Linked DNA regions of Arachis hypogaea: region 1 is linked to region 2. The links are chromatin contacts, called in public Hi-C maps. All regions are on one chromosome and are shown on one strand. The core of a region is the stretch at or near the end of the contact, and the rest is flanking DNA. Distances in the headings are between cores, read along the strand shown.

Region 1 (6,983 bases), core at 1,521-4,020, 45 kb before region 2:
GACAAATTCTCCCACTTTTGTCAAGTCTTTCCACAAAATCGAATCTGAGGAAACTGCTTGCATGTCATGAACTAAGTCCAACTGCCTACCATATTTACTGATTAACACTCTTGCCCATAGAGCCTCTTTATCTGTTATGAGTCTCCACAGCACCTTTGATAAGAAGGCCTCATTCATTTTAGTAAGATCCCTAAAGCCCAAACCTCCATTGTTCTTACCCCTGCAAAGTTGTTTCCAGCTCACTGCATGCATCTTTCTTTGTCCTTCTTCTTCTCCCCAAATAAAACTTCTTTGCATCTTTTCTAATTTCCTATACACCCCTTTTGGTATAGAGGAATGCATTATATCAAAATTAACAGCAGGACTTATCACCGCTTTGGCTAAAAGTTACCCTCCCGGCAAATGAGAGGCATGAGGCTTTCCATCCCTGTAATTTACCTGCAACTCGCTCCAAGGTGGTCTTGAATCTGTCCCTCCCTTTTCGGCTATTTATAATCAAAGCGCTAAGGTATCTGCCAAGAGAAGGCGTTTCCTCAAACCCTCCTTCTGCTGTGATGGCCTCCCTCTCCTGTCGATTTACACTCTTTGAAAAATAAATAGAGGATTTCGTCTCACTCACTCTCAAGCCTGCAGATCTCCTAAACAACTCAAGAACTTGTTTTACTATTCTAATCTGTTCAACAGAAGCTTCCACAAAGAGCAGCAAATCATCTGCAAAGAGTAAGTGTGAAATTGAAGGTCCATTGCGCCCAGCCACCATGGGTTTCCAGACCCCCAATTGTACCCTCTCTTCTATCGCTTGGGATAATTTATCCATTGCAATAACAAACAAATATGGCGATATTGGATCTCCTTGTCGTAAACCACGACAAGGCTCAAAGGATTCCGTCTTGCAGCCATTCCAAAGAATTTTAAAAGAAACAGAGGTCACACTGCACATAATGATGTCTATAAGTTGTTGAGGTATCCCAAATTCATGGAGGCAATCTAAAATGAAGTCCCATCTCAGCCGATCGTATGCTTTTTCGAAGTCCACCTTTATCGCCATGAACTTCTTCTTTCCTCTCATCTTCTTCATATCATGGACCATTTCCTTAGCAATAATTATATTGTCCTGAATGAGTCTCCCTTGAACAAAACTGGACTGAAATGGTGCTATTCTATTGACCAATGTTGGTTTTATTCGATTGACTACTATCTTTGATAAGCACTTATACACCACATTACATAGTGCTATAGGCCGAAATTGTTTCAAATATTCTGGTTGCTGAATCTTTGGGATGAGAACTATTAGTGTTTGATTAACAAGTTTGACAGAGCTAGGATCCTGCCACAACTTTTGTATGAATTCCATAAAGGACTCTCTTATCACTTTCCACTGTTCTTTAAAGAAGTGTGCTGGATAACCGTCCTCTCCCGGGGCTTTCAAAGATCCAATGTTGAAAAGAGCTGCCTTTATTTCTTCATTTGAAAGGGGTGCACTCAACCTTCTTACATCATCCTCATGGATCGGAGGGTAAGTTCCACCTGTGATTTTAATCGGCTCCTCCATCCAATCTTTGTTGTAAATTCTTTTGAAATACGAGATGGCCTTATGCTTCAGATCCTCCATATCTTCGCACCATCTTCCATCCTCTCCTTTCAATTTACATATCCTATTCTTCCTCCTTCTTTGAACGGTCTTCAAATGGTAAAACCGTGTGTTCCTATCCCGATCAGTTATCCACTTTTGTCTAGATCTTTGCTGCCACATCACTTCTTCTTGTTCAAGAATTAGTTCTAGCTCTTCCGTAAGCTCTTTTTCCAATTTATCGAAAAACGGAATACGTCCATACTCCCTAGCTTGTTGAATGCCTTCAAGTCTTCTCATTACCCTCCTTTTTCTCCTATTAACGTCACAAAACACACTCTTATTCCACTCCTTTAAGAGGTGGGTGAGGGTGCTAAGCGCCTCAGGGAGTTGTTGCTCTTTTGGCCAGGCTTCCTTTACATAATGGTTAAAATTTGGGTGAGTTTCCCACATAGTTTCATATCTGAAAGGTTTCTCACCAACATCTACTCTAGATGGTACAAATCTTGCTAACAAGGGGTGGTGATCAGACCTCACTCTAGGCAAAACTTCGATGCGGCCATCAGGAAAGGTTGTTCTCCATTCAATATTAGCAAGACCCCTATCCAGTCTCTTGAACACCTTGTTCTGCCCCTCACGCTCCCCTCCTTTCTAGGTATATTTGGCTCAAATCCATCCCAGATCAATCAGTTTACACCTACTAATGCAAGATCGAAATCTTCTACAGGCACTTGGGTTATCTCTTCCTCCTCCCTTCTTTTCCTCAATATCAGCTATGACGTTAAAATCCCCTAATAGTAACTAAGGAATAGAAATTGAGTCAGCAATTACCTGAAGTTTCTTCCACAAAGTAGCTCTGTGCCTCTCTTGAGGACTTGCATATATGGCGGTCAATAGACAGCTCCCCCACTCTACTCTATCAACACTCAGGTGGATATACTGATGATGGGATTCCCTTAATCTTATATCCAGATTGGCATCTTCCCAAAGAACCCATATACCTCCGCTAAACCCCGCCGCATCTTCCACCACAGCAAATTGGAACCCCAACTCTCGGATAACCTCCCTTGCCTTTTCTCCACTACATCGGGTTTCAAACAAGAAGAAGCAGTCTGGTCTATACATTCTCCTATATTCCTTAAGAGCTCGAACAGTTGCTCTATTAGCAATTCCACGCACATTCCATGCAAACACAATCATGGTTTCGACCACTAAAGAAAAGAATCAACTCGACAAGATTGGGCTTTGGTCCCAATTATTACAGGCCATGAGGCCCATTACACAATCTGCATATCCTCCACTTGAGGTGGAGTGTCATTCTCTACCTGCATTCCTTTCAAGTCCATGGCTTCCTCACATTGCAACACTGCCTCCACTAGCTAACTGGATTTACCGGAACCAAAGTCCAACCTTCTAGGGTCAGGGGGTTTCTCTTCCTCCTTACCAGCCATGGTAGCTAGTATCATTTACGAATCATTGTTTTGCGATGAGGGGCATACATTCGCCCAATTTTCTTGGTGATAGTCAACAGTTTGCCTGTTTGAGTTGAGTTCCATAGGGTGGTTAGGATTAGTTGGCTCTGGGTTAGGCTCTAAAAGGGTCGTGGATGGGGTGTGCTGGGTCGGAATAAGGTTCCTATTATAGTTCGAAGGTTAAGATTGTGTTTGGTTCAAAGATTTTGACAACTCTTTTCCTGGCAGGTTTTGGGCTTTAAGCAAAGGTTGTGAAGAGCTTGGTTCTTGTTGGGCTTTTTTTAGTGGCTGGATAAGTGTCTTATGTGGGTCATTGTTGTTATTACAGACTTGTAGTCTATCCTTTTTCCTGTGAGTGACCTCCATTAAGCTTTTCTCTGTTTCTGTGTGATTGTGTGGACCCTCCTGATTACCATCGTCCTTGGGATCTATTTCCTCGGACTGCAACACTGCAAAGCGTGAAATGTTCCCTGCTCTTCCAGCACCCACTCCCTGTCCTGGCGCACCACTACCACTACTCCCATTCTCTCCAATTTTAACAGATTTTCGGCCACGTGTTTGTCTTTGCACAAGCATCCATGGACCATATTGTCCTTCTTCCTCTAGAATGACTCCTTTACCCTTGTTTTTTACTATATTCCCCAAAGTGCCCTCCCCTTCTTCCTCAGCACCTGCTGGTCCACCGCCATTCTCTGTCCCATCTTTTTTCGTTTTTGATTCTGGGCAGACTCCCTTATCATGTCCTACTCTTCCGCATGCAAAACACACTAAGTGCACTCCTTCATATTCCACGGCATATTTCACTCCATTAATCATATAGTTCGTGGTCAGGGGCTTTTCTAAATCTACTTCCACACAAATTCTTGCAAACTTTTCCCTTGAGACCTCCGCAGTGTTTGAGTCTACTTTCAGAGTGCGACCAATGATGTTTCCTATCTTCTCCAAGATAGTGCGATTGTAATATTCAATGGGAAGTCCCGGGAGCCGTACCCAAGCAGCGATATTATCAATGGATGCCTTCATGGGATCAAACTCTGGCTTCCAAAGCCTTACCGTCAAGTAGTGGTCGAAAATCTTCCACGGCCCCTCTGTGAGTGCATAGTCCAGATCTTCTCCATTGAAGAATTTCACCAAAAAATATTCATTTCCCAAGTCAATGACTTCTAAGCTTCCTCTTTTAGCCCACATTGTTTCAAGTCTCCTTTTCATGACCGCCAGAGTGATCCTCCTTCCTATGAGCTTCACTATGAGTGTCTCCCACCATTCGTTACAAAGCTCTCTTTTCACACGCTCTCCTATGATGAGATTGTAAAGTCCATCTGGCATCCTCTTTAGAGTGATGTCGTCCGCATTTTCTGCATCACTGTCTTCTTTCGCAGTTTCTATATCCTCATTTGTTTCCTTCTCTTGAGTGACTATGGCAGTCCTAGTCCCTATTTTCACAGTTTCTGCAAAGGTCTTCTGATATGTAGATCCTCCAGAAATCTTGTCTTGATCTCTTTCCATGTTTGTGTCTGGTTGATCTCCATCTAGCTGTCGTTCAGCCTCTGAGCCGTCCTCCATCCATTCTTCTACTCTTGGTACCAGCTTCCTTGCCCCTGCAATGGCACCCTCTACTTTCGACCTCCTTCCTTTTTTTACTTCTCTGGGATTTAGGTCTCCCTGCTGCCTATTTTCCTCTTTTGGATTATGAGGTCATGCCGCAGCCCCCCTAACGAAGCCGCCTCGCATATAGTCGGCGTTTGTAGACAGACAAGAATTTCAGAGAAAAACCCTAAGTGGTACAAAAGTGGCTATTTTGTTTAACTAGTATTTTTTTACTTTATTAGGTCAATTATAGAGCTCATTATTCACATTGTTTACAAAAGTTATTGTCTATCCAAAAACAATTGTTTTAGTTATCATAACAAAAAAAAATGAAAAATAAGAGTAGATATAGGACTAAATCTCTCAAGTGGTCATCCAGATTCACAATTTTAATCATTTTAGTCCCTTACATCCAAAATTCCTTATATTGATCTTCAATATTTATTTCCGATAACATATTGGTTCCTGGACGCTGATTTGACAAACGGAGTGTTGAGTATACTCTGATTTGCCACACTTGACACAGGGATAAATGGTGTCGTTTCATTCTAACGCTTAAATAAGGAAAACTGAAAAAATGAAAAAGAATTTGTATATCTTCATTCTAACGCTTAAATAAGGAAAACTGAAAAAATGAAAAAGAATTTATATGATATACAAACTATTTTATCTTTTATCATTTTCCAAAACACCCTTATTTTACCTGTTTAACCACCAAAATAAAATAACGTCATTTAGCTATGTGTCCAACATGATGAATTAGAGCCAACTCAACACTATGTCCACTTATTCAATACCTGAATGAGTTTAGAGACCAATATAGTGTCCAAAAACTAGATGTCGAGAATTAGTGCAATAAATTTTGAATTTAAAAGATTAAAATGATAAAAACTGTGAAGCACAAAGACCCCTACAGAAATTTAGTGGTAGATATGGAGAGGGAGATATTTGGTGAGATGAATGCACCACATGAGATGAAAGGAGGGGGTTTTATAGTGTGGGGTTCGTTACGGATGGAAATACATGTAAAGATTTTAGTTGCTCACATTTCGCTGACTAAACCCTTGCAACCAATTGTAACTGTTGACTGTATTCCTAGACCCCTGCCACCAATTCCCCAAATTCAGTTCATGCAGCGTTAAACCTTCCAATTGAAAATAAAGAAAAATGAGTCAACAAAGGCTAAGGAGAATGGTTGACAAATGAGAACCAAACTCCAACAGGAGACTGAGAGAACCCAGTTGTGGACAAATCAGGTGCTGGATCTTTACCGTTTGATTCACCATTTGATTTCATTAGTAAGAATCGGAACCCAGGAAACACTGTAATGGGTTGGGTACGTTGTTTTGTTCTGTTGTGTGAAGTCAGTTGATAATGATGGAGAGAGAAATGGAGAAATGGGGTTGGAATGAAAGCTTAGAAGGGTGGAAAGGCGGTGGAGGGTGGTCACTGTTGGAGTAGGAGTAGAGCAACCCCGATGACAACACAGGGCACAGGTACAAGAGAAGAAAGGGGCATGTGTGTAAATGGAAATTACATGTATTTTGTCTTATATGTCACAAACTACTAAGACAGTCTAAACGTGATTTTTCTCTCCCGTAGTGTTTAGTTCCACTTTTATGTCGACGCTTTATATTTGTTGTTTTTTGGGGTGGGGGGAATTCACGCAAAGTAAACTTGTCGGATTAGCATTTAGCAGAGAAACCAGACGCACCAGATTTCAGGGAGGCCTATGTAAACAAGAAGATGGATGCAAATTAAAATTAGAGTGCTGGAAGTTCAAGCAAGACAGAAAAAAAGAAAACATTGGATGAAAGCTCAACTTTTGGTCTTGGAAGGCTAAAATAACTAGCAACAAACGACACCATCAGACATAAACGCGTGGCATAAACACAAATACTGTTTCCTTGTTCTCACTGTCACAGGCATGCTTCAAAGGTGCTGCTGCTATTCTCTGCATCGTCGAGCATTTGCACGACCTGTCGAACACCTTCCTCAATTTCCTTCCGGATCACTCCATCAGGCATATCAAATGTCCTCCTAAAGGAGCGTGATCTTCCACCAGGCTGGGGATCTACCACATCAAGCATTGCTTCCAGCTCATCCACGATCGACCTCTTTGCATATCGCACCATCCGATCAACTCCCTAAAATACAAGTAATGAGAAAAATCATAAGGAAAACAGATGAATGGTGATGCTCCTTTTAACACACTCATGATCGTGATGCAGTCAGAATCTTAGGCAGGTGCAAAATTCCGTTCTTTTTATGGCTAGGAGTCTAGGACACCATGACTTACCTATGCAGTAACAATATATAAGTCCTCTTAAAATTTAATGCTTTATTATGATTAA
Region 2 (7,788 bases), core at 366-2,865:
GATTCTCTATTTTCCAATTTTTTTTACCTCTCAGTATGGTATGCAAGGATCTCAGATTTGAAGAGGAAATTCTTGGAAGCAGCTTTGCGATATTATGATATGTCTCAAATTGAGAAAAAGACAAATAGGAGATGAGTATGTATGTTGCATTCAGTCTTTTTTGTCTGAATTTATTGATATCCTTGTGTCTTTCTACGTATGCACTTGGTGTATTCTTTATTGTAGGAAGATCAATGAGGAAGCCCTTGAGCAAGCTTTATCTGTTGCTCTTACATGCACATTATTGGCAGCTGCAGGACCGCAATGTTAACATTTTCTTGCAACATTGTACAAGGTATTTGATTCAATCATTATTCATTAATGACTGTACAATTGTGAAAGTTCTGTTCACAATATCAAATGTTATTATATTAATGTTTGCGTACTTTGATTAGGATGAGCGGTGTTCAAAGTTAAATATCCATCATTTGTGGCTTTCCTTGCTGATTGTATAATGTGAATCCATTTATATCAGGTGTATTTGGAGAGAATTCTTAGAATGTACTTAAAAGAGTTCAAAGTAAGCTAAAGAGGTAGAAAATCCAATGTTTGTTACTAGCGGAGCACATTATCTTAGCCAAATTTGTCCTTGGACCAATGGCCAATTATGATATGCAACACACCAGAATTTCAAAAGGTGTATGCGTGAAATAGAGAAAATCCAAAGAAAGTTTGTTTGGGGGAAAACTCAAAACGAAAAAAAAAAGCATCATGTAAGCTCGGAGATTCTCTATCACAACAAGAAGCAAGGAGGAATAGGGTTCAAGAAGCTTCAAATAATGAATGATGTTTTTCTCATCAAACTAGTTTGGAAGCTCATATGGGATCCTAATACTCTATGGACAGGTGCTTATTCAAAAGTATGCAAAGCATCGGTGCTGCAGTCAAGGATTAATAGCCAAAGCCTCAGATTCTCTACTATGGAAGGAGTTATCTAGAATTTGGCCGGTTATGCAAAACCTTTTGATATGGAACATTGAAAATTGAGGAAGTGTTAATTTTTGGAATGATAGATGGATAAAAAGAACCCTACAGCTGAGAACTATGGTGGAAGATACCCCTCCTAATGTTATGAATATGACTAAAGTTGCTGATTTTGTAGATAATAATGGAGATTGGGATTTACACCTTTTGAACAACATACTTCCAGGAAGTATAGTTAAAAAAATAAGAGCTATACTACCGCCTAATGAGAATGGAGGAGAGGATTTTTTGGGATGGAGCTTAACAACAAGTGGTACTTTCACTATAGCTACTGGCTATAAAAGACCCTCACACAACAACAAAGCAACCCTCTAAACTATGGAGCACTGTCTGAAAATGGAGAGGACCAGAAAGAATGCGAATTTTTATGTGGCTTATGAGTCGAAATAGGCTGTTCACTGCTGCAAGGAGTGGAAGAATTTTGGGCGCTTCTAGCTGCTGTCACGCTTGCCCAATTGTGGAGGAGACCACTCTTCATGTCATGAGAGATTATCCAAAAGCTTCACCTATTTGGAACCAATTTATGACCCCTACTTTGAGATCACTATTTTTCACTACCCCTTTTGAAGTATGGCTTGACTTCAATATCCATAATGACATCGGGACATCTACTACTATCCCGTGGTTAGATATATTTATATCAACTTGTTGGTGGATGTGGTAATGAATAAAGAAGTGTTTGAAGCTCCGAATACACGACCTATGATAGTAACACAAATTATTAAAGAGTATGCATCAAACTGTAGGAGAGCTTTCATAAAGAATAAATTTGTTGAGCACACATGACAAGACATACAAGTTAATGTTGGTTGGAAACCACCTGACAGAGGATGGGTTAAATTGAATGTTGATGGATCAGCCATAGAAAATGAAGAGAAGGCTGACTGTGGAGGGATTATCCGAACGCACCAAGGGGAATGGTTGGCGGGTTTTAGCAATAATCTTGGATCATGCCAAGCAAGTCTCGCAGAATTATGGAGTGTGTTCTATGGGCTAAAGCTTGTATGGGAGCTGGGGTTCGAAGAATCATTGTTGAAATGGACTCTCAAGAAATATATGATTGCATCAGCAAGGATTATGAAGAACAACAGCAGGGAGCGATCCTTATAAAAGTTTTGGAATACAAGAATAGGCCTTGACAGCTAACTTTCAGGAAAATATATAGAGAAGCTAATCAATACGTCGAATGGTTAGCTAAGAGAAGCACTCATTGTCAACCTGACTTTAGATTTATTGATGTTTGTTCAGATGAACTGATTCGTAAGCTTAATGATGATGTAAAAAGGATTTCAATGTCCCGGATAATCTCAGTTGTGTAATATTCTTTTGGGCTCAGGCTCCATTTTTACACACACAAAAAATATTTTATAAATTATTGTAGTTGTCATTCAAATATTAGACAATTAGAGGTGTAAAAACCCTCATTTTGATTTCGTGATGAAACCATGTTGTGGACAAGTGAGGTTGAATGAGTCTCTCTCTTGTTACATTAGGGAATGGATAGAAGTTTGAGTAGTTCCTTCGATTCAATTTTCAAACTATGGCGTAAACAAGTTAGGTTGAGAAAATCAGATAGAAAGTAGGTGATTCTCTTTGTATTTAATTTCAATCTATTTTTTTATTTTAATTTCAATGTATCTTTTTATTCTATTTGAATTCTTATTTTCTTGTTTACTCTCTTGTTCCTTATCATTTTGTATCAAATTTCAGGTATTAGATTAATCTTTATTAATCTATATTTGTTTTTTTTTGTGTCAAACAAAAAAAAAGAGTTCAATGTCTCTAGTGTCTTTATTTATGTTCTTGTTATCTTTGTCTTTTTTGTGGTATTTCATTATTGTTTTTGTTGATTTCATTATTTAAAAAAAATAAATAAAACATCTATTTAATATGAGAAAAAAATTTATTTTTTTAAAAAAAATATTTTTATTTGAAATTTAATTCCACAATTTAAAATGACTATAATATATTAGAAGAATAGAATTTAAATTTAAAGAATGCGAGAGTTAATTTGCAAATTAGACTATTTTTTATCCGACTTATAAATAAAGAAAAAATGAGAATTGGACTTTTTAAAGGAATCCAAATAATGTATTTTTAGTTGTTTCAAAATAAATAAAAAAAAAACTTCAACTCTTAAATAATTTCTAATTCCCAACATTCTAAACAAATTCATAGTGCCAAAAATTTATCTTTCTTATATTTATTCCTTTCATATACTATTTATTCTTTTCATACACTAATTTTTCCATAGAAATATTCTCCGTTTCAAATTTCCAATAGGGGGCAATAGCAGTGCGGATTCCAGGGGAGTTTTGTCACCCCTGCATACAAACATGGCACATCCATGTTAAAGTAGGTAGAATTATATAATTTTTCATGACCTGAAAACTTGAGTAAGTATAATGTTTTTCATTTCTTGCATCTCCTTGAAGGAAATAGAAAAAAGTATATATTTATTTTATTATTTCTGAGTTATAAAATGTTAACAACACTTTTAAATTATAACTCAATTATAAATTATCATAAATACCATGATCTTAAGCATAATAGAAACTACCTATTTTCTATTTATAAATCTCAGGCACAACAAAAATTATGGTGGGAGAAAAAAAAAAAGCTATCAAAAGATATTTTGATCGTGTAGAAAAATTCTCAACCCAAATAAATTAACTATTGCTCCTTTCTACTTTTAACAGAGTCAAATTGAAAAAACAAATAAACTTTAATAATTTATAGCTAACACCCTTTTAGTCCAGGGTAGAAACAACATCGTAACACTATGATTAAACAAAAAATGCAGCACGTTACATCAAAAATAGGCATCAAAATGAAATAACTATAATATAAATTGCAATGCAGCATAAAAGAATTTCAAAATGACTTTAACATGATGTTAATACAGTTAAGTTTAAATTTTAGTCACAATCCAAGGGCTATTTAGTTGATTAGTTGCTTCAATTTAATAAGTTTACTAAGCTGATGCCAGTTGTGCTTCTGAGTTCTGTGACATGTTCCATGCTTGCAAAGTTTAAAAGATAATCCAAATTACAAAACCATTGATTAGAAGACTAGTCTAGTAGATCCTAAAAGTAAGTTGTATGCAACAGAATTCATGTGAATACCATTGAAGTTGGCTAAGTTGGAAGTGCTGCAAAACTATGTTGCTCCACAGAAGGATCAAAACAGCCACAGAAAATAAGAATGATGAATCCCATCAAGAACATCCCTAACATAAACCCACAAGCTTTTGCATAACATGCACTATTGCCTCCTCTTCTTGTTTCTTCCTTACTTCCCAATTCTTTTCTCTCAACCCTTAATCTAGAAGAACCTTCAAAAAATTCCTTAGCATCTTCATAATTAGCAAAAGATGCGATCCTATCAAATCCAACCTTTGTTGTCTCCCTCTCATCATGAAATTCCACCATATCCTTGTCAGTGTCGCCAACATCATCATGAAAAACCTCTTCTTCTTCTTCTTCTCCGTCTTCATCATTGGAGCAAGAGCAGGTAGAATCATTGTCGATGTTGATGTCTTCAGGGGACAGTGTCTGATGAGTGTTCCATGCATGAAAGGCTTTCTCCAAGGAGGCAAGTCTCTCGGAAATGTGGTGCAGATGGTGGGGACTTGATGACAATGGTGATTGAGAATTGGAAGCAACTTCAGCAGATAACAATTTCCGAATGAAAGCAATCTTGTTCTTTATGTCTTTGGAGAGAGATTCATGGGACTGTGTCTGATCAGGGGCATGCAGCAACAGATCATCCAGTATGGATGAGAGTTCCTGGAGTTTTGAATGCAGCACTGAGCTTTTCTTTGTCATCCTTTCTCTCTTTTTTCTCTGATGTGTGCAGTTGAAAATAATGGGTGTTTTGAGGTTGCAGTTACTAACTCTTGAGAAATGGAAACTGTGGGATTAGAAAGGAGGTAGGTGGCATTTGTAATTGGACCCATCAAACCTGAATACTAAAAACAAGGAAGGCCCAATCTTATGCTAATTAACAAGAAGTTACAACATTTCATAAAAGAGCAACATTTATGCTAATGGAAAAGTACAAATACATAATGAAAATATTAAATAATATAAAAAATGGATATATTGGAAGTTTATTTTATTGGAAGACTTTCACGTGTCAAGCAATTTTACTGGCACATTGCTATTTAAGTAGCAGGTTTATAATTTGTCTTGTAGCGAGTATCAGAGTTACAAAAAAAGCCTTGAAACATAAATGAAAAGACAAAAACATCTAGAAGTAGTAGTCGATTGGATAGGTAGCTAAAGTGGGAAGGAGCTGAGCTATTGGACTCATTTTAATTACCATATAAATATCACATAATTTCTTTAACCACTAAAAAATAATTTTTTTATCTACTTGCATTATAATGCATGTTAATTAAAATAGAGATTTTTTTATTTAAATAAAAAAAATTATTTATCAATTTAATTTAATTCGAAATACAAAAATTTATTAATTTATATATTTAGTATCATTTGAGTAATTATATATGTGACTTTTATTTTTTTATAATATATATATGAAATTAATATTTAAAATGATGAAATTGTTGAACTTGTAAAGGTCTTGATTTTATGATAATTGATTCCGTCGTAAATTTAGGGGTAAGCACGGATAATGGGTACTCGATTATCCGTTCGAATCCAAACCAAATCAAACTAATGGCTCTCTCTAGTAATTGGTCCAGATAGCGGTTCTGGAGGAGCGGAATCCAAATTAATCCGTGGATCCAACTATATATTAATTAAATAAAAAAAATAAAAATTTGACGATTTTGAGTAGGGATAGCAAAGCGGGCCGACCCGTTCTACCAACTAAAATGGGTTCAGAATGCTAACCCGCCCCGCTTTTATGACGGATTGGCGGGCTAGCCTGCTTGACTATTTTTTAAAAAAATCATTAAAATTAACTAAAAAATAATAATTAAAAAATTAAATACAATTAAAAAATAGTTAAATTATAATATAATTTTTTCACTATATTTTTTTAATTTTTAACTTCAATAAAATTGTTCAAAATAATATTTGTCAATAGAACCATCTTTATTTTAAAAAATAAGTCACATAATTTAAGCAAATATACCAAATTATAAAATAAAATAAACAAAGTTAATAACTAAAAGAAGAATAAAAATAAAAATAAAAATAAGTGTTTGAAAATTCTATAATTATTAATTTTATAATAGTAATCACTCTTTTATTTAATAAAAATAAATAAATAAAAATTTTCAGCTTGACAGACCGACCATCCCTGCCCCGCCCCACCAAAATCCGCCAATTTGGCGGTGCGGGTTTGGCAAATTTTCTTAACTTGGCAGGCTTCAAATCCTATCCCGACCCGCATTTTTTAACGAGTTTAGCGGATCGACCCGATAGGTTCAACCCGTTTTGCCACCCTTAGTTTTGAGTTTCTCTCTATTGCACTTTATATTTAGCTTTTAATGTATTTGGTGTTTAATATGTTTGGATTTTAATGTCTTTAGTGTTTAATATATTTGGATTTTAATGAGTTTAGTTTTTACTTTTTAATATATTTGGTGTTTAACATGATTGGATTATTTCTATTGATTTTACATGTTTATTGGACTTACAGAATTTTTAAGATAAAAAATTCATTTTTTTATGAATTTTCGTTTCATTGGATACCTAATTATCCGAACCGAACTAATCCGTTTTTTAATTGATTTGGTTTAGTTTGGGTACATACACAAAAATACATAAATCCGAAGCAAACCGAATCAATTACAATTCAATTGATTCGGTTCTAATTTCATCCTAAATCCGAACCAACCCGACCCGTACTCACCCCTACATGGATTATCACGCTAGAGACACTCTAGTAAATGGTTGAGACACACAAAATGACATTTGGAGAAAAGAGATTCAAGTAGAAGAAAAAGTGAAAAACTCCGGTCAAACTACAAAGCTTAGGTAGAAGCAAAAAAGATGGTGTACCATTAGCCAAGGAGGACCTTCGCAAGCCAAAACCTCCTATCATGGAGGAGGAGCAGCAATAAAGGAAGAAGAATCAAGGCAACTCAGTGAACCAGAAAAGAAGATTGAAACGGCGAAACCAACAGTCAAAGGGAAGTAGAACATAGGCGAAATAAGAGGCAGTTCAGCGTGGGAAAAAATGAGGCGGCAAGCAACAAAAAAACAAAAACGACTTGAAAGAGCCGCGAAAAACTAGGAACGACTAGCGCTGAGCCGTTCGGCCTCCAGCGTGGCAGTAATACATGGATGATAGTGGTCGACAGTGATGAAACTAGAATTTTAACATGGAAATCTATATGTTCATTAGATGGAGAATTATCTTAACATTATTTCTGATCAAATTATAAACTTCTACAAATTCAAATAAATTGATTTTATAACAATGTTATACAATTAACACCACATTTATTTGAACTTAAACATTGACTTATGAATAAGACAAAACATATTAATTTTGTTTGATGGACATATTTTTGCAAATCTTCGTTGGCGTAAATAAGAGTTCCAAATTCGATTCATTTTAGCATTGACTTAGTATTCGATTTTACAAACAATTCTTTAGAAGTTAAACTTAGAGAGCGCATGATTTTCACCAAATTCAAAGACTTAAAATAAAAATAAGTTAATGATATCATCAATGAATTTGACTAAGACAAATTACAAACAATGGATGTTTAAAATAAGCCAAATAACTTGTACACATTAAATATATCACTTTTTATAAATTTTGAATTTTAATAAATAAAAATAA

Evidence for each region. Hi-C and Micro-C count contacts between places; a contact is called where the count stands out from the background.
Region 1: a contact with region 2 is called in a Hi-C map of leaf, with 2.6 times the contacts expected there. The contact joins the promoter of LOC112772869 here to the enhancer-like site in region 2. A contact is called at or near these places in 6 of 8 Hi-C or Micro-C datasets (all in leaf).

What each region holds. Positions count from the first base shown.
Region 1 is chr3:10,806,006-10,812,988 of arahy.Tifrunner.gnm2.J5K5, reverse strand. It overlaps LOC112772869, which reads right to left and starts at 2,770. Exons shown (of 3, transcript XM_025817875.1): 1 at 2,402-2,770; 2 at 439-2,221; 3 at 1-320. The coding sequence starts at 2,770. It overlaps LOC112789460 (BAG family molecular chaperone regulator 7), which reads right to left. Exons shown (of 4, transcript XM_025831364.3): 4 at 6,365-6,776. The coding sequence ends at 6,549. LOC140183715 (a long non-coding RNA gene) reads right to left here and starts at 6,278. Exons shown (of 2, transcript XR_011879531.1): 1 at 5,901-6,278; 2 at 5,600-5,773.
Region 2 is chr3:10,758,653-10,766,440 of arahy.Tifrunner.gnm2.J5K5, reverse strand. No RefSeq gene overlaps it. Among protein-coding and RNA genes, the nearest start is that of LOC140183062, 7.1 kb to the right of the region's middle. Within about 2 kb of position 1,615, at least 1 of the 3 cell types and tissues checked has open chromatin away from gene starts, as enhancers often do.